Regions from separate parts of the Mus musculus genome. Here regions 1, 2 and 4 are each linked to region 3. Evidence: chromatin contacts called from public HiChIP or PLAC-seq and promoter capture Hi-C data. All regions are on one chromosome and are shown on one strand. Each heading gives the region's core, a stretch centred on a gene start, on an enhancer-like site or on the middle of the called end of the contact. The rest is flanking DNA. Distances are from core to core; before and after follow the strand shown. Region 1 overlaps Gm39799 (a long non-coding RNA gene). Region 2 holds the start of Scai (suppressor of cancer cell invasion). Region 3 overlaps Nr6a1 (nuclear receptor subfamily 6, group A, member 1). Region 4 holds the start of Ppp6c (protein phosphatase 6, catalytic subunit).

Region 1 (5,054 bases), core at 832-3,331, 350 kb before region 3:
CCATCCCTGAACCCTGACATTTTTCATCTGTATGGTACCTCTGACAACCCCTGTCTATTGTGTCCCTGTCATTGATGAAGTTGTTCCAGAAAGAAACTGTGAGTGTGGCTGTTGTGAGGTGTTGATCACCAGAGATGTTAGTAGGAAGCAGGAGCCGGGAGGGGGCAACTGTAGTGTACTGAGGAGCAGAGATTGGACCAAAGAGCAATTTTAGTTCAAGCCCTCCAGAAAACTCTAGGAAGGAGGGAGGTCAGGTGGAACTGCATAGACTCTGGACCAAGTAGCTGATGTACTTCTGGGGCACTGGCCCCCAGGACTGTTAGCATGACCCAGCCAGAGCTGAGCACAGCCCTGTGGCCAATGATAGCCTTAGGCAGAGGCAGGGCCTAAGATTCTGGGGATGGGGGTGGGGGCATACACACCCCATCAGCCCCACCAAGAAACAATTTAAGGGAGAAAGGAGTTACTTATCCTTAAGGTTTGAGGGATAAAATCCATCATGCAGAAAAGGCAGCTTTCCTTGGGAAACACAAGCTACACCCGCACAGGTGTCTGCTTATGAACCAGGCAGTGACTCTCATCCTCCTGCACATCGCTTGGCCTCCAGGGCTTTCCAGAACCTTAGTGCAAGCTCCTATAGCTATCTTACTCTTGCATTCTGTGTGTTCGCAAAACCAGCACCTTGTGAGTGATGCCACCCTAAGATGTAGCTTAGATTCTCTGCACTATTTCTCCTGCCTGTGTTTCCACAGTGCTGGGATTATAGGCACACTCCCCCACATCCAGCCTTCTGAACACTGTAAACCACCTCGACATAACTACTCACACCCAAAACTGTGAGTTCCATACACAGCATAGGTAGGCTGTGTGGTTTAGGAAATAATGCCTTGGCCATGGTGGCACATGCCTTTAATCCCAACACTCAGGAGGCAGAAGCAGGTAGAGATCTCTGTGAGTTTGAGGCCAGCCTGGTCTACACAGTGAGTTTCATGACAGCCAGGGTCACACAGACAAGCCTTGTCTCAGAAACAAAACAAACAAAAATAATGGAGAGAAAGAAGTTGAAAGTGTTCACTACAGATGTGGGATTTTCTTTTACAAATATTTAATCCACGTCTGTTGATCTTGCTGATTAGGGTCATTAGACTAATGGTGTTTGTCTCTCTTTCTCTATCCCTCCCTTCTTAATTTATTTCTTCTCTGCCTCTATACCTCCCTAGTTCAGGAACAAGATCAAGCCTGCTTGCTTGTCTGTTCCTTATCCTATCTTTCTGTCTGTCTGTCTCTCTCTCCTAATCTCTCTTCCTCTCCTCCATGGTTTGTCTGTGCCATGGTCTCTTACCCTGTCCCTTCCCCTTATAAGCTTGTGACCTGGACTTTGCTCTGCTGTTCCATTTGAATCTGGCCAAATACAGCCACCTCAGTCCAAGCCGCATATCTCACTTCAAATACCCAGCCAGGAAGGAAGCCCAGCACTTCTGCATCCCAATGCCCAGGGAACAGCTGGAATCTAGGTCCATTTCAAGTCTAACCAACTGTTATCAAGAGATGAGAGAGAGGAGAGACAATATGGCTCCCAGCGCTTTACATAGAGGAGTAGGGTCTTAGAAAAGTGATGTTGAGAGCCATCCAGAAGGACAAAGAATGACCAGCAGGACCTGGTCAAACATGGGTTTTGACTGCAGTTCCAACTCTGGTCTCCCCCTTTTGTCCATGATCATTTGAACCTCAGGACAGTGGCTGAGGCTCAGGACTTGGGAAAAAACACTTATTGGGAGCCATGTGGTGATCTTCCGGGATCCCTGAGTTTAAGGCCCAATTATTTTTTAAGCTTGTCTGGGAAAGTTGGACAAGTCCTTGATTTCTCTGAATAGTTTTATCATCTGCAAAACAAAAATCTGGGTTCTCACAGCTGTGATATTTTAGGACCTAATCTAGCAGCACATCCCAGCTGGTCTGGATTGTCACCTGCTGGGTGAGTGCTTCCTTCCCATCTCAGCACAGAAACAGTATTGAAGGGTCTGGGCCTCCCAGGGAGGAAGTGGAACCAGGGGCCTCTGCATCCTACACACACACACACACACACACACACACACACACACACACACAATTGAAATCTCCACTGATGTGGCCTCTGCCAGTGACTCAGTGCTTGCCTTATCTGATTGTCAGGGTCGGTTCCTAGAAGTTGAAAGTCATTCTTCTACAGTCATTGCCACAACTTCGTACCACGAGGCAAGTTCTAATTCTGTCTCTCCGCCACAGAATTGGGAGGACGAAGGTGACAATGCTTGGGGTTTTCCAGGAAAAGTCTGGGCTGTAAGTCTGAGGGCCAGGCAAGACACCAAACAGTGAGAGACCAAGGACCAGTCAAGTCACGGGGACAGAACAGACCTGTGGAGAGAGCAATGGAGACAAGCTCTGGGCTCTGCCAGCTGGCCTGTGGGACCTGGGACTTCTTAGTCAGGTGCCATCCTCCAGATTTCACTTTCCAGAGTAACTGCTAATGTGGCTCATACAGTGTCTATACCCAGCCTAGAGGGTAACTAGACAGAGGGCAGAAATCAAGTTGGAGAGTGGGTCTGTTGTATCACCTGTCATGTCTAATCTTTTGACATTGAGACGTGACTTGGTCATCTAAAAACTTCACACTAAAGAACCATGCAACCAAGGTCAAACACACATACACACACACATATACACACACATGCACAGATATGCATAGACATGAACACATGCACAGTCACACATTCATCCTTGTACACCACGTGGGTACACAAACACATGTGCTCACGCATGCACATGAGAGTACACACACGCACACACACATGCATACACACCTTCAAGTTGCCCTGCTAAAGGGCCTAGAAGCTGTGGGTAATTGCCTGACATATGCAAGTCCTTGGGTTTAATCTTTATCTCTGTGGGGGTGGAGTAGGGCTAAGTAGGTGTTGTGACCTTACAATGCCTATGCACTTTGCATGCTACTTAGTCATTTCATCTTGACAATATGTTAGGTGACTGCTGTTCTATTCCTCCATTTCACAGAAAAGAAAACAGAAGTATGGAGATGGTGAGCCACTACATAGTAAATCACTGTACAGTGAACTCTATGAGGGCTGCTGATTCATCAAGGCATGTGCTTGCATTCAGCAAACATGCTCAGTGTGTGAAGGGTCACCCCACATGTGTGCACAGGAAGGAAACCTTTGATGGCAGTGTTCAGAGCATGTGACACTCAGTAGAAATGGATTCATTCATGAGCAAGTGACAGGAAGGGGACAAGAATAAGAAGCCTTTCTATGCCACCACAAGTAACTGTGTGACCTAGCCTGGCCACAGTCACCTTCCTCTGTGAAATCCCCTCACACTAACATCTCCCCCATTTAGTTCTTCCCTTCTGCTTAAGTTCTGCCATTACTGTATTTCCCTAGTAAATGCCTTCATTGACTTCCAGTCCATCTGCCCCGAGGTGATTGGCTCAGCCCTCACCTTATCATATTTTACAGATATCACATTTACTCTATTTACCAATACAGTGCCAAGACTGGATAACAAGTAGAGCCAACCAGGACCAGTTTTATGTGGGCTAAATCAGCAACATTGGTTCATACCACAAAATTCCCATGCCCCAGTGTAACTAGCTGAAGAGTGGGAACAGGCACAGTCAAGGCCCCCACCCTCACCCACACTCCAGGAAGCCCCTGCTCCCACCCCACTTACTCTGGTCTTTTAAAGCACAATTTAAGGATGATGAGCTTTGTATGTATTTGGGGGAAATCCTTAATTTTTCCTAGAGGTTTAAAAAAATAAAATAAAAATGCTAAGCCAGGCGGTGGTGACACATGACTTCAATCAGTTAGAGTACTCCAGAGGCAGAGACAGATGGATCTCTGTGAGTTCAAGGCCAGCCTGGTCTACAGAGCTAATTCCACTACAGCCAAGACTGCACAAAGAAATCCTGTCTCAAAAAACCAAAGTAGCCGGGCGTGGTGGCGCACGCCTTTAATCCCAGCACTCAGGAAGCAGAGGCAGGCGGATTTCTGAGTTTGAGGCCAGCCTGGTCTACAAAGTGAGTTCCAGGACAGCCAGGGCTAAACAGAGAAACCCTGTCTCAAAAAAACAAAACAAAACAAAACAAAACAAAACAAAAACAAAAAACCAACCAACCAACCAAACAAACAAACAAAACAATCCCAAGCAAGCAAACAAAAACAAAACAAAAGAAAAATACAAAAAAACAGTGGTTAGTAATTCTGAGCAGAATGATAGCTAACATGTCTTCCAACCCTGAGGGAATGTCCAGTACTGACCTCCATCTAGCCTTTCTGGTTTAATATCTTGGAGCTTTAATTCTAGGGCTGGGGAAATGGTACAGTTGGTAATGTGCTCATGACACAGGCCTGAGGATGAGAGTTAGGATTCAGCAGCCATGTAAAATAAAACCAGCTCAGTACACTTGGGAGGCAGAGGCAGGTAGATTTCTGAGTTTGAGGCCAGCCTGGTCTACACAGTGAGTTCCAGGACAGCCAGGACTACACAGAGAAACCCTGTCTTGAAAAAAACAAAAAAAAAAAAACAAAAAAAACCCCAGCTCAGTAGAGCCTGCAATCCAGGTCTGGGAAGGCAGAGAGAGAAAGGATTCTTAGGTCTCACTAGCCAGTCAGCCTTGTCAAGTTGATGAGCTCCAGGTTCAGTGAGAGATCTTGCCTCAAAGAATAAGATGCAGAGCAACTGAGTAAGACATTCTCTATCAACCTCTGGTCTCCAGATGCACAGACACGCATACCCACCCCCAACACACACAGGATGTATAAACACACACACACGCACACACATACACACTGAGAGGAATGTCTACACAGCCATACACTATACAGACAAACATACAATGAGTTTCGGTTAGTTAGTTACTTAGTAGGTTGGTTTGAAAAAAGGAAGGTTTCCTTTTAATCATTGTGACTGTGCACATAGAGATGCAGAGTGTCATGGAACAGGACAGGAGAGGTCTGAGGACAAATTCATGGAGTCAGTTCTCCCCTTCCACCTTTGTA
Region 2 (4,332 bases), core at 597-3,096, 370 kb after region 3:
CTGCTTCACATCGACATGCATGTATGTGCATTCGCCTGCACACACATGCAGACACCACACACACACACGCATGAATACACATGCACGCACGCACACACACTCACACTCACCTGCACACAAAAACACATACTGATCTACAAAAAATTCAGTTCCTCAGGTGTGCTAGCCAACCTTGTGGGTGTGCAGTAGCGCTACGTTGAGTCTGGGAGTAGACATGCAGGCCTAAAAAGTGGCAAAGCTATTTGGCAACTGCCCACTCCCACCACTGGCATTTGTATCTATGATTGAGTTTATCTGTATATTAACGTCCAAAGTATTAGTTATGAGAATGGTGCTACGGGCTGCAACCTCATTACTGTAGCTTACTCTCTCAATTCCAATGTAGGTAAAGAAAGGAAATCTTCAAATAATTAAATAAAATTGTGATGTAGTACCTAACAAATGAAATACACTAAAACATATTTGTGGGATGAATACTCTTCTTCATTGCCTAAGGAAAAATTCAGTTGTCTGCGGCCTATGTAAGTCCTTAGTTACTACTTTTGTATTAAGCATCTCAGTTTATTAGACTTTATAAAGAAAGAGAGAGAAAGCCAGGAGTGGGACTCTGTTCAACTGTGTATGTATTAGAAGCATTACAGTATAAAGAACATAAACTTTGCATTCAGACAACCTGGATTCAAATCCTGGTTCTATCATTTATTACATGTGTGATCTTTGTTTGCTAAGTATTGGCTACTCTATGGTTCAGTTCCCTCTTTTGCAAAACTGTCACAGAAAATAACACAGAATTTGTATACGACACTTGGCACACAGTAGCTGTTCAATGACAATCTCCGTTAGAGATGCCAAAGTTGAAATTAAGACTAAAGTCGAAAGTGGGGCTTTCTTAATGTTTCCCCATTTCCCGTATCATATACCTGCAAGGGGTTGGAGGTGGTGGTAATTTGAAGTTCTCAAAGGGAATACCTTTCCATGCTGTCGAATTTACTAAAAAAAGGACCTAAATAAGAAACTTTATCTACTCACCACGTAATTATGCAGCACAGGGGCAGCCAAGCAAACAGGAAAAACACGAAGCTAGAGAGGAAGGCATTTGCCTTACCTGCTTTTCCGTTTTCGGGGTGGTTTCTCCACTGTGCCAGACAGTCTACAGACCAAACAAATGAGACCCGTAACTAAGACAACACACCGTTTGCCTTGCCTTGCCTGTGGGGCACTTCATGTACCACCCTCGGGGGGCCACAGGCTGACCACAGGTTGGCTCTGCCTACCCGTGACCTTACAGACACCCCACAGGCAGGGCTTCCTTCCCTCCCACGACCAAGCGCCTGGGACTCACTAGTCCCCGAATGCTCTCGGTTCCCTGCCCCAAACGTTCGGCTCCCCCAACCACCCGCCAGGTCGGCCTCATTGTCTGCCCAGAGCCGCAGGCCCCCCTAGCTCCCCTCAGACACGGCCCCGCCCCTCAGACCCGGTTCCCCGCATTCCTTGGCTCCCCGGTGGGGCGCGCGCCCTCCGCTCTCGCCCAGCGCGCCCTCGCTCGCTGCCCCGAGAGCTGCTCTCCCTTGGCGCCCCCGAGATGCTGAGTGCCTGTACCCCCGCCCCTTCAGGGCTCGGCGCCTAGACACCACCGCCGCCACCCCCAGGCCCGCTCTCTGGGCCCCTCGCCCCTAGCCTCCGCCTCGCCACGTAGCCCACCCCACCTGGGGGCCAGGCGACTCCGCGGCTGCTGGGACTGCCGGGCTCCTCTGACCATCCGGCTCCTGCTCCGCCGCGGGAGATGCTCCGGCGGCCGCAGGGCTCGCTCGGGAAGCTGAAGCGGCGGAGGCTGGAGTAGGCGGAGAGACAGGAGGAGGGCCTTGCGCCCCGGCCAGGCTTGCCGCGGGGCTCGGGCCCGTCCCCTCCTCGCCTCTCCTCGGTTTCTATTGGCCACAACGGCAGGGTATCTAGAAATCCGACCGCTGATTGGGTGCTTAGGCCGTCATGTCCCGCGTGGCCCACCCCGAGGTTTGGTTGAGACTGCAGGTGGCGGCAGAGGTGCCTTAAAGACTGCTAGCAGAGCGAGAGGAGCCCTGAGCGCCTCCGTGTGCCAGAACGGGGACTTACATCTCCGGCGCCAGACACCTGCCTGCAGGTTCTCTTTGGCTGGCATCCTGCATCCCTGACACCTCCCAGACACCTGCTATTTCCTCCGCCTCCGCACTGCTCCAGAACCAAAATCAAGCGCAGCACTTTCTCCAGATATATTCAGAAGTTCGAGGGCAAAGCAGCTCTCTCTCTCATAGTCTTCTGAATCACCTCGAATGCGGCTTAATGTCACCCTTCAAAAGGGACTCGGTCTCAAATTGTAGGGATCAAGCAGTTTGGCTGCAGGAAAGATCCTAAGCTTGGATGCAAGCTTGTAAGAAAGCAGAATTTCTTTAATTACCTCGAAAAAAAAAACAACAACAACAAACAGCATTGCAAAAAGAACCAATTACAATAACCACAAGGAATGTATTCCATTTTGAAAAGCCTAAAAAGAACTGCTTCTTGTATAAGCTAGCCATTCTGTGCCATTCCAGATGATTAAAAAATCTAACCAGCTAATCATTTTTGGTATAAAATTTCACTGCATTTTTTGACAGACCTAAGCATGCAAAACATTACATGCATAAGCATGTAAATACAATTAATACTAGTAATCTTTTCTATTCTGCTCTAACAAAAAGCTATCTTTGAAAATATAGCAGATGTATATGTAATGCACCCGAAGAATTTAATTCTTAAGATCTATGCAAATCTGTCTGGCAGATTCTAAGTTCATTCCTTCCATTTGGGAGAAGGCATAAAACTTTCTCTTGGGCCATTTTCATTTTATTAGAACACATTTTGTTAAAACACACACCAACAATGTAGTGGCAGATATATGGCTCAGCAGAGTAAAAGGTGCTTGCTGTTCAAGCCTGATGTTGTGGCTTGTCCTCAAACCCAGAGGAACGCTTTCGATGACTCTCTGACCTCCACATGCACATGACACACACACCTGCACACACACAGCACACAATAGCAAATAAAATGCATGAGACGTATCTCACAAATCTCCACAAGTGGATAGTATCCCAAATATTGAGATAACTACTTTTTCACAAATGTATTTGGTGCAAGGGGTTCTCCTTTATTCCTACATGATTTATCTTGCACCCATCTTCGATGTGGAATGGCCTTTCTTTTATGAAACAATGGGATGCTGCCAAGTTATAGCGGGATTTATTTTTGCATTGCTGAGGAGCTACTCTTACTGAATTTATGAAAGGGGGAAGGAGGAGTAAAAAAAGAGGGAGAGAGAGGAGACGAAGGGGAAGAGTATGAGTCGGGTGAATGCAATGGCATTTAGGCGGCTAGAGGACAGCTCTCGGGACTTCTCTCCATCACGTGGGTCCTGGGGAACTTGATCTGTTAAGCTGTCTTGCTGGCCCACTGCTGAGGATGTAGCCTAGGACCCCCAGCATGGGCTCCTTCAGAAGTGCATTTCCAGATGTTGTCAGGATTAAAATTTTTTATGTGTATGGGTGTTTTGCCTCCATGTAGCCTGTATGCCACATGTATATCTGGTGCCCATGTAGGATTCCTGAGACTGGAGTTACAAATTGTGATTTACAGGTTGTGGTTGTTGGGAAATGAACCCCAGGTTTCTCTGGAAGAGTAGCCATCTCTCCAGCCCTGTTATGGGATCTTAAAAATAGCTTTGACTAGGGAAAATATCAAAAATTTGCTGTTCTCCCCCAAATGACATAACCCTAGGGCCACCAATCATGTCAATTTTATCCTATTTCCATTTACTTTTTCAATCCAGCAAGAAGAAATTAAGGATTTTCAGGGGGCGGAGCCCTTAAATAATCTTTCCAACATTTCCCCTAATTGGACAGTCTTCTCTGAAGCATAGACAATCTGTCAACAGAACTGCTGCTCCCAATTGTTGAGCCTTTCTATAATGAATACTTCATGTTGTGTCCAAGTTCTATTATCTCAGCTTCTGGGCTCTTATATAAACTATGCATATTCTATTACGCCAGTGCACTATTTCATGTCTCCTTCTGCATCAAACACTTCTTTTAAATCCCTTTTATTTAAAAGGCTACACTGTGGGGCTGGAGTGATGGCTTAGTGGTTAAGAGCACTTGTACTTGCAGAGGACCTGGGTTCAGTTCCTAGCACCGACATGGTGGCTCACAATCATACCTAATCCTGCATTTGATGCCCTCTTCTGAATTCTGCGAATAACATAAATGCAGGCAAAACCATTCATTCACATAGGACAAATAAATTTTTTTAAGCTATACTGTTAGC
Region 3 (5,000 bases), core at 1,964-4,463:
CACAACAAAGCTGAAGAAGAGAATTTCTACTCCTTCCATTATACTTTGTTTTTGAAAATTTACATTCTATGTAGTAATTGTCAAAGTTCATCTCAGGTTGTTACAGGTTAATGTCACTAGAAGAGCCATCTAACTGTGGTAGAACAAATAAAAGCTTCAGAACTAGTTTCTGGGTCAAGTTGCATGGTCATTTGACATTGACACTGGACAATACACTAAAGCTCTAAAGCCTCATTTTCTCAAATGTATTCTTTTCAATAGTGGGCTGTGAAATCAACTCCATGGTCTGCAATTAACATATTTCATTAAGAAAGAAAGAAAGAAAGAAAGAAAGAAAGAAAGAAAGAAAGAAAGAAAGAAAGAAAGAAAGAGAGAGGGAGGGAGGGAGGGAAAGGAGAGGAAAGGAGAGGAAAGGAAAGAAGAAAGGAAGAAAAGAAAAGAAAAGAAAAGAAAAGAAAAGAAAAGAAAAGAAAAGAAAAGAAAAGAAAAGAAAAGAAAAGAAATATACTGGGTGATATTACATGATTTTTCATCTACATTTTTAAAATGTTGTTCCTGGGGCTGGAGAGATGGTTCATTACTACTTACTGCCTTTACAGAGGGCCTGAGTTTGATTCCTAGCACCCACATCAAGGGCTCAAAGCCACCTGTAATTCCTTTGGCTTCTGTGTACATCTGCATTGATGTTCATATAGCTGCATATACGTGTGCATGTACACAAACATATACATAATCTGAAAGTAATTAAAAATTTTTTAAACGAATGGAACAGATGCCAGTGACCTATTGGACCATAAGTTGTATGCTATTTTCTGTATTTGTTTTCCAAAATTTGGAAAAAGTAATGAACACTATATGTTGAGTTATGACTCAAAATAGCTAAGCACATTATTATTTAATACTGGAGAAATTCTTCATAAATCAATTTTATCTTCCCTCCAAAGTAGTTTGCCTTTAACAAACATTATATACCTGGAAGGCAACCCACATTATTTGTCATGGGCGCGCGCGTGTACACACACACACACACACACACACACACACACAATTATGGACAGAATGAAAAGGTATTTATACCTAATACTGATTTAATACTAATACTTATTAGATTGTATTAAATTCTTGGAGATAGGAATTCCTGAAGAAAATAAAAATGGGTCCGTATGGAATAGACTTCTTATCTTAGAACCAAGGTTTTATAATGCAATTTTAAAAATTATTTAGCCTGTATGTATGTATGTGAGCCACTTGTGTGTCAGGTGCCAGAGAAGGCCAGAAGAGGGCATTAGATCCTTGGAACTAGAGTTACAGGTTGTTATAAGCTACCACTTAGGTGCTGGGAATTGAAGATGGTTCTTCCGGAAGAGTAACCTGTATTCTTAACCTTTGAGCCATTTATCTCTCCAGCCCCTCATAATGAAACTTTATTACATCAATTAAAAAAAAAAGTCAATTTAATTAAATAAAGTAACTGCCTTTTTCTAAACAACATCACAACTGACAGTCCTTTATGGCAACCTGGTTTCCTAGTGGCTCAGAAAAACAGCTGGTGAACCTGAAGGACCCTAGTTTAGATAATTCATCTAAAGACTGCCAGCTAAGGCTGTGTTGCAAGTTTAAAGGCTAGGCCACAGCTTGATGGAGTCTATGCTTTTATACTACCCATCTCCAAAATCCCCTGTATGACTAAAGGGTGATCCCAAAAAGGAATAATAAGAGATTTAAAGCTACTTCCTCATATGTTCAAACACTCTAAAATCTAAAAACTCACTTCTCTGCTGTTTATTCGCTTTTCATTAGGTATAATTTAGATCTATAAAACTTCCCTCTTCCCTCCTTCCTTCCTATATACTATGCTACTATGTAGCTAAATTTGGCCTAAAACTCACAATCTTTCCTACTTCTGCCTCTCAAATGCTAGACTTACTACAGGAACACACCATTTCTGCTTCAAACACCACTTTTATAATTACCTTATCAAACTGCAAAATCAGGTCCATGGTCTGGAGAGGAAGCTGGCTAAATCAAACAATTAGTTTAGTTACAGCACAATTTATCAACAATAGGCTGGCTTAGAACTGTGGCATCAGCTGCATTATTGTATTTTAGAAAGACTAGTTCCCCCGACATGTATATAAGGTGTAAGCAACTACTCCGTGGGTCATGCCATCAAACAAAAGCAACACCTACAAAGTCTCTCTCAGTGACTAGAAGCAGCCAGACACTCAAACTGCCAGTCCTGAATTATGGCCTCTGAATGGTGAGGGCTTCACATTTCACCGATCAGGGCACAGCCCAATCAGAAGACAAACCCCTGCCCTGGCGGGGACCAGCAAATCCGCTTTCTTCCAGTGTGCACATGACTGAATGTGCTTCTGTCCATCATCTGGGTCATATATAGTTCAATGCGAGCTAAGCAGACAGGGCTGCAAGGAAACCTGGTGCGGTTCAATACCTTGTCTAGCCTGGGCTCCAGGATCTTTTTTTTTTTTTTTTTTTTAAACTGACAAACTCATTTTTCTACTGGGACAGGATGCTGTGCTGGCTGAAGTTCCATTTCTACAGCAAGAATCCTATCTGGAAGCACAGAAGTTGTCCTCTAGCCACAGCAGCTCCAACTTTTTTGTTGTTGCTGCTTTCTTCTATCACCCCCTTCCCCTTTTGACAAAGATCCAACTGTAGAAAGTCTTACGTAACAGTTCAGGACTACTTCGGTTCTTTTACCGGGTAAGCACTTTCATTTTTTTTCCAGCTAAAAACCATTTTAAAATTGCATCTGTTGAGAGGCTTTGACTAAAACCTTTTCAGTAATTTGTGTAGTGAAATGCTGTCACTGATTTTTTCGGCTCATTTCTGCACGTGCTCCTTTGTTCTCGGAACAGAAGCTTTATACGCTCCCCATAACGCAGCTGCAGAGTTATTAAGTCAGTTATTATAAGGAACACAAAGGTTGCTTTGCATTCTTTGCCTTTAGGTAATTAATTTTCTATTTGTTTTTCTTAAAACAATATTTAAATAAGGCAGAAATTAACAAAAGAATAAACTGTTAGAAAATTTAGCAAAGTTTGAAGTTTTTACCACCTTTTCTATCCGTAGTTTTGCATGGCCAAACACTTGTGCCGCCTGGGGCGTTGGGGGTAAAGGCAAGCATAGACAGAGAGGAACTAAGCCAGACATGGACAAAGGCATGAGCCAAAACCAGACAGTCCTGGCCGTTCGATAGGCCAGCAGCGGGTGAGACAGGTCAGCCAGCTGCGGAGGTGGGAGGGGGGAAAGGGGGCATGGATGTGTGAGGTGCTCATGCGTGCAATCGTGACTAGATTCTGAAACTGCCAGCCATTTTCCAAGCTATGCTTTGTATAATCTAAAGGAATGTGTGTCCCCTGAAGCAGTCTTAGCAGAGCCATGGAAAGAAAGGAGCACAAGAGACACCAGCAGCACACAGAATCAGAAAATACTGGGAACTTGAGTGGGCAAGAGGGAATGCAGTGTGTGGAAATTTTTTAGTGATCTGGAATGTGTTGAGTGACAGGAAGTGCCCCAAGCAACCCCCCCTCCACTCTTCTCAGTCTCGCCTGCTTTTGTCTAACTCTTGTAATCTACACACTACTGCTTACAAAGCTGTCTGAGTTTAAGACAAAAAGAAACATAAAAGGCTCTCTCTCCATTTCATAGTACCTGTGAGAGAGGAGAAATGTAAACGCAATCCTATCGAGATTTTCTTTTTCAGGTATATTGAAGATACTTAAAATAACTGTTTATAGATAAATGAGAATTGTAAATTATAGTACCATTTTAAACCTATAATTAAAAAAGATTAACCAATTCTGGTATAACTTAGGTGGGTTCCTAATTTGAAGGCAACTTGTTTTCTTTGATTTTTATGTTACATGTGAAGCTCGATTTTCTTTGTATAGATGTGGGCTTTGGGGAAAATATTTGAAGTAATAAGAAAGTACTTTTTAAAAAGGGCGGGGATGGTTTCCCTTTGTGGGGTGGAAAGCAGTTTAAAGGACTAGTTCCTTGAGAAAAGCAGCTGTCTCTTACTTTTGTTTATGTGCAATCAAGTAACTTTATAATATAAAAAATGCTAGAAAAAACTTTTCAGACAATATAACATTATTCTAAGTGGAAAAAAAAAAACACACACCTAATCTGGCATGTTTCCCAAAGTTCAGGAACACTTAAAAAAACCAGTTAAATAATTTAACACCTAGCCCAACTTAGGAAATGGAGAATTAAGCATGTGTCAGACGCTTCTTTCTAATGGTTTAGCTCCTACCGCAGAGTGTTACTGGGCAGCCTAGGAGTTAATCTTGCCTAGCGTGGCTCTGAGCTCTCATGCCGAGCAGACGTTATTCACATGACGATTCGAAAAGTCCATTCATGTATCTCACTACCTGGATTTGAATAGAAACCAGACAGCAATTCTTTAGTTCCAGCCACATTCGCCCCACTGGACAATAGTGATTTGTTAGCACACAGTCGCAGGCTGGGGAACACAAAGCTCAGAGCTGCAGAAAGATGCAGAATTCAGAGAACAGGAAGTTACAGGCTCCACACACTCCTGGCAGCTCTGAGATTTGAAGAGAATAAAAAAAGGAAAGAAAGAGAAAAGGGCAGCACGGAGATCCGAGATGCCATGGTTAAGGGCTACTCTAGCATTTTAACCACCTCCAGTGCCATAAAAGCTGTATTGTTAAAGTACATAAAGTCACGAGTCCTGTGTGCTCTCTTTTCGCACTACAGAATACTTCATTCAAAGCCCTGGAACAGTCAGCAGTACTAAAGTATCCACGGTGTGCAGTTGCTTGGTCTGCTCTTATAGAAAGGAGAGGAGCATTTGATAAATAAAGCCTACTATCATAAGTAGAACATAATAAAGTTGGTATCCTTTTAAATTTATTTCATAAAACCATTCAAACTTAAATTAAATGTACCAAAACTCTATAGAAAATATTTTTTTCTCCAAGATAACATATAAGATTTATTATTAAATT
Region 4 (4,401 bases), core at 1,453-3,952, 400 kb after region 3:
AGTAGTTAATCAAAAAACTAGGGGAGTGGGGCAGTCTAGTAAGAAACAGATAAATGTGGGGCTGGAGAAATGACACAGCAGTTAAAAGCACATATGATTCTTTTGCAGAGGACCTACACTCTATTCCCAGCACTCATGCCAGGCTGCTTATAACTGCTTGTAACTACAGCTTCAGAGAGCCTCCAGCTTGTAACTACAGCCTCTAATGCCTCTGGCTTTGAAGGCATCTGCACTCATATACCCATATCCCAAAGACACATGGAGGATCTCTGAGTTCAAGGCCAGCCATGCCTATAGTGACTTTGACCCAGGGCTACACAGAGAAACCCTGTTTCGATAAACAAAGCAAAATAATTACTTAATTAATTTAAAAAGCACACAACAGGCTCAGCAATTTAAAGAGTTTAGTGCTCTTGCAGAAGACTCAGGTTCAATTCCCAGCACAAATATCAGGTAGCTCAAACCACCTATAAATCCAACTTCAGGAGCCTAGGATTGCTCTCTGCCTCTGCCAGCACCAGCATACACATGGGGCACATAAATTCACACAGGTACACATACATCTACATAAATAAAAAACAACTAAATCTTTTAAAAAATTCAGCTCAACCCTCACACCACAATAAAATAAAACAAACCACTATTAAGGTGGAAGCCGGAGAACCAGGGGTTTAAGGCAAGCTTGGGCTACATGATGCCCTGTATCAAAATATCTATATCTAAGATCTGGAGAGATTGCTCCTCAGTTAAGATTGTACAGAGGACCCGAGTTCAGTTTCTATCACCCACATCTTTTGGTTCACAACTGCCTGTACCTCCAGCTCCAGGTGACCTGGTGCCCCTGGCTTACAAAGGCAAAATGTGCACATAACCGCCCCCCCCCAACTAATTAAAAATAAATCTTATTAAAAAAAAAAAAAAAGGAACGGAAAGAAAAAGCCAGGCATGTTGGTTAGGGTCCAGCAGTTGGGAAGTAGAAGCAAGAGGGTCAGGAGTTCAAGGCCATCCTCAGGTACATACTGGGTTGGAGGCCACCATGAACTTTTTTTAAAGATTTGTTTTTATTTTATGTGTATGGCTGCTTTGCTTGCACACATGTCTGTGGAACACATGTGTACCTGGTGCCTATGAAGACCAGAAGAGGGCATCAGATTCCTTGGAACTGGAGTGACAGGATGTTACAAACTATCATGCCCTTGCTGGGAACAGAATTTCCAGGTCCTCTGGAAGAGCAGCCAAGTGCTCTTAACCATTGAGATATCTCTCCAGCCCCAGCAAGAACTATATTAAGATCTTATCTCAGGAAGAAAGCAAAAACAAGACAAAACAAAATTACCAAGCAGGAAGACAAGGCAAATGCCTGATTCAGGTGGCTGAATATGAACACCAATCATGTAACACAGGCAGTCAGTATGTAAGTTACAAGCTATGTACTTTCACACAACCAACACTTGAGGTCTTAAACATTTTGCATACTTGTTGGCTGATTTAAATATAAACTTCATGTACTAGATGAGACAAGAAAACAGACACAGAGCAAAATCTTCACAAGAGAAATAAAATTCGTTAGGAAAAAGGCAATTTTTTTCTTGAAAAAATTGTTTTAAGCCTGTGGCTTAAAAATATTACAAAAACAGCATGAAAAAAAAATTCAAATGATCGAGAGTGACTGACTACATAGCAAATCAAAGTTAACGGAATAAAACAGACATTAGCAACCATCGGATAAACACCAACGTGGTCCTAAGCACTAGTTTTTGCAGAAACAAAATACGGTTGATAACAGTGGTACACCAACGGCTTACTTCTTTACTGCATTAACTTAGCCTGAACTGAGTAAGACCTCCTTTGGAAAACCAAGAAAACGACACCTTGAGTTACAGGGGAACAGCTCAGAGGTCATAAAAACATTTGAACTTATTGATAAGCAACTGCTTATTCACTTAAATAGCTCAACAACGGGCTAAGAAATGAGATCCACATCCAAATCATCAGAAGAAAACTACCACTCCTAAGAAGCAATTTAGGGGAGTGGTGAAGCTGAGGCGACTTGTCATTCTCTCCCATTATGGTCGCATCGATCCCGCCCACCGGCTTCCACCTCTCAGGGACTTAAACACACCGCGGCCGCGTCCCTGGAGCAGACAGCGGCTCCTGTTACCTCTGCTGGGAGGACCCCATCCCGGGAGCACTACCCGCTCGGCCCGGCTCCGTCTCCGGGAGGCCGAGCGAGTTAGAGTGAGAGTCTTTAAGCTCGGAGTCCCGTGAGGGTCAGGGGATCGTGACATCCCCCGGGATCTCCCCTCAAAGAACTGGACAGCATTCGGGGGATCCGGGCTCCCCTGGTTCTCCGCGTCACGCCGCCTCGGACCCGGTCCTCTCGCACCGCGGAGCGCCCTCCGCCGCGCCAGGATCGGGCGCCCGGTAGGGATCCCGCCGAGGGAGAAGGGCGGGCCGGCGGGAGCCCCGCAGCCGGAAGGGGCTTGCCTCGCAAGCTGGACGGCCTCCGGCCCGGCTCACCTTCAGGTCGTTCTCGGGAAGGTACTTGCACTGCCGCGCTATCTCCACATACTTGTCCAGATCCAGCGGCGCCATTTTAGGAAGAACAAGCCGCGGCGACAGCAGCGGCAGCGGCTGTAGTAGCGGAGGCAGCGGCGGAGGCCGAATCCGGAACCCTCCTTACGTCACGTCCGATCCGTGAGTGGCGTCTGCGAAGCGACGTAAAAGCCTGACCCGTTCCGCTCTCTCTCTCAGGCGGAATTCCGGGCCACGGATCTATCTCCAAGAGAACCCGGAGGTCCTTTTGATAAAACCTACTGGGACCCGTAGCTCTCTGCCGCGGGGCGTGCTGGGATTTGTAGTTTTAGTAAAATGCTCTTCCTTTCCTATCCTTGGCAACAGACTTCACCTCAAATGAGGCTTTTTCTAAGGAAGACCATGAAGTGGTTAACTAAGAATTCCCTGGCTCTCACTCCTACCCTGTAAAGTATCTTCAGTTAAAGTTAAGAGTTACTGTTACCGCCTTTCCAGGACTACTGAAGACCTGGCCTAGACAACATTTGAAACAAACTTAACACCACCGGTTCTCTGGCTGGGGGGTGGGGTGGGTGGTGGGTGGGGGAAGAAACAAACAATAAAGCATTTCTTATGCCACATTCTGTACAAATACTGGCACTTTTTTTTTCTCCTGTTCAATTCTTGTAAGACTGTAAGAATGCAAAGTTTGCATGTGTTATTTGCCCCAAAATCTCAAAGGAAACAGAAAAGATGGATCCTAGACTGAAAAACAGGCTACTGACTTAATCCGGTGAGTTCCAGGAGGGGGCCGGAAAGGTTTTTTTTTTTTTTTTGTCGTATCCCAGTGCCAAGAACAGTTCTTGACACCTACTATAGCTTTAACATTGGTCCATTTGACAACTCTATATTGAATAGCAACAAAGTACAGATACACTTATAGGCAGTTAGAATAACCAATGGCTGCAATAGACAAAAATCTCTATCCTTGGGGCTGGAAAGAGTGCTCATTAGTTAAGAGCACTAGCTGTTCTTCCAGAGGATCCAAGTTCTATTACTAGCATCTACGTGGCTGCTTTCAAGTCCAGTTACGGGAGATCAGACACCTTCTTCTGGGCACTGTGTGCATGTGGTACAGAAATATATTTGCAGTCAAAATAAATAAAATAATAAAAAATAATGTATTAAAAAATCTGTCCTCAACTTGCAATTTAATTCTGTTAGAGATAACCGACAAATATAATAAATTACTCAGAGCATGTTAGAAAGTGATAATTTAAGGAAAACATTCCAGCATAGTAAGGAGGATGGGTTGACACAGGATTCAGAATTAACCTGACCATAGTGTACCACATATTTGACCACAGCAGTGATGAGGCAGCTGGATAACTGTGAGTTCTAGGATAGCCTAGTCTATGTAGCATGTTGCAGGTCAACCAGAAGACCTTGTCTCAAAAAAAAAAAAAAAAACACAACAACAACAAAAACACAGCAAAGTTGGGAAGGTGGGAAGTTGTATGGAAGATATCTGATGCATTTCTAAGCTTATTTGGAGCTTTTGTGGAAGAGCCATACCATAGTGGCTGGAGCTCAGAGGAAGAAATGAATACATAGATTTATTTTCCTTTTGATGCAGTGGACAACTGTTGTAGGATTTTAAACATGCAACATGATCAAACTTATTTGGATTTTTAAATTTTGTTTTCTTTGCTTGGTTTTGTTTGAGACATCTCTTTAGCCCCTTAAAAACAGAATTCAAACATTCCTACAAGAATTTAGAAATGTAATTTATAGTCTAAAAGGGTTGGTTCCAACAATGTAAACTATCTGATATTCCACTTTTTCTTGTTAATATACTCCTCCAGCATGGCTTGAGGTTTCAAGCCA

The links. Promoter capture Hi-C pulls out the DNA fragments that hold promoters and counts their contacts. HiChIP or PLAC-seq counts read pairs in DNA pulled down with a chosen protein or histone mark.
Region 1: a promoter capture Hi-C map of liver shows a contact between it and region 3, with 2.0 times the contacts expected there. The contact joins two enhancer-like sites. A contact is called at or near these places in 3 of 39 promoter capture datasets (the 3T3-L1 cell line and liver).
Region 2: a contact with region 3 is called in an H3K4me3 HiChIP or PLAC-seq map of pro-B cells, with 2.7 times the contacts expected there. The contact joins the promoter of Scai here to the enhancer-like site in region 3. A contact is called at or near these places in 8 of 39 promoter capture datasets (3T3-L1-derived adipocytes, embryonic stem cells, hematopoietic stem and progenitor cells and 4 more), 1 of 484 Hi-C or Micro-C datasets (pre-B cells) and 1 of 115 datasets of contacts at active chromatin or transcription factors (pro-B cells).
Region 4: a contact with region 3 is called in a promoter capture Hi-C map of pre-B cells. The contact joins the promoter of Ppp6c here to the enhancer-like site in region 3. A contact is called at or near these places in 5 of 39 promoter capture datasets (the C10 cell line, cranial neural crest, hematopoietic stem and progenitor cells and 1 more), 1 of 484 Hi-C or Micro-C datasets (pre-B cells) and 4 of 115 datasets of contacts at active chromatin or transcription factors (the SCID.adh cell line, bone marrow-derived macrophages, microglia and 1 more).

Annotation. Positions count from the first base shown.
Region 1 is chr2:38,469,815-38,474,868 of GRCm38.p6, forward strand. The region is part of intron 2 of Gm39799 (a long non-coding RNA gene); the gene reads right to left. Among named protein-coding and RNA genes, the nearest start is that of Gm25081, 8.0 kb to the right of the region's middle. Within about 2 kb of position 2,082, at least 79 of the 459 cell types and tissues checked have an H3K27ac peak or open chromatin away from gene starts, as enhancers often do. A contact at or near this core is called in liver, where this site is marked.
Region 2 is chr2:39,188,884-39,193,215 of GRCm38.p6, forward strand. It overlaps Scai (suppressor of cancer cell invasion), which reads right to left and starts at 1,847. Exons shown (of 18, transcript NM_178778.3): 1 at 1,707-1,847; 2 at 1,106-1,150. The coding sequence starts at 1,759.
Region 3 is chr2:38,820,843-38,825,842 of GRCm38.p6, forward strand. The region is part of intron 3 of Nr6a1 (nuclear receptor subfamily 6, group A, member 1); the gene reads right to left. Nr6a1os (a long non-coding RNA gene) reads left to right here. Exons shown (of 7, transcript XR_866167.2): 1 at 1-2,727. Among named protein-coding and RNA genes, the nearest start is that of Nr6a1os, 7.4 kb to the left of the region's middle. Within about 2 kb of position 3,214, at least 311 of the 459 cell types and tissues checked have an H3K27ac peak or open chromatin away from gene starts, as enhancers often do. A contact at or near this core is called in 3T3-L1-derived adipocytes, the SCID.adh cell line, bone marrow-derived macrophages and 8 more, where this site is marked.
Region 4 is chr2:39,223,647-39,228,047 of GRCm38.p6, forward strand. Ppp6c (protein phosphatase 6, catalytic subunit) reads right to left here and starts at 2,703. Exons shown (of 7, transcript NM_024209.3): 1 at 2,521-2,703. The coding sequence starts at 2,595.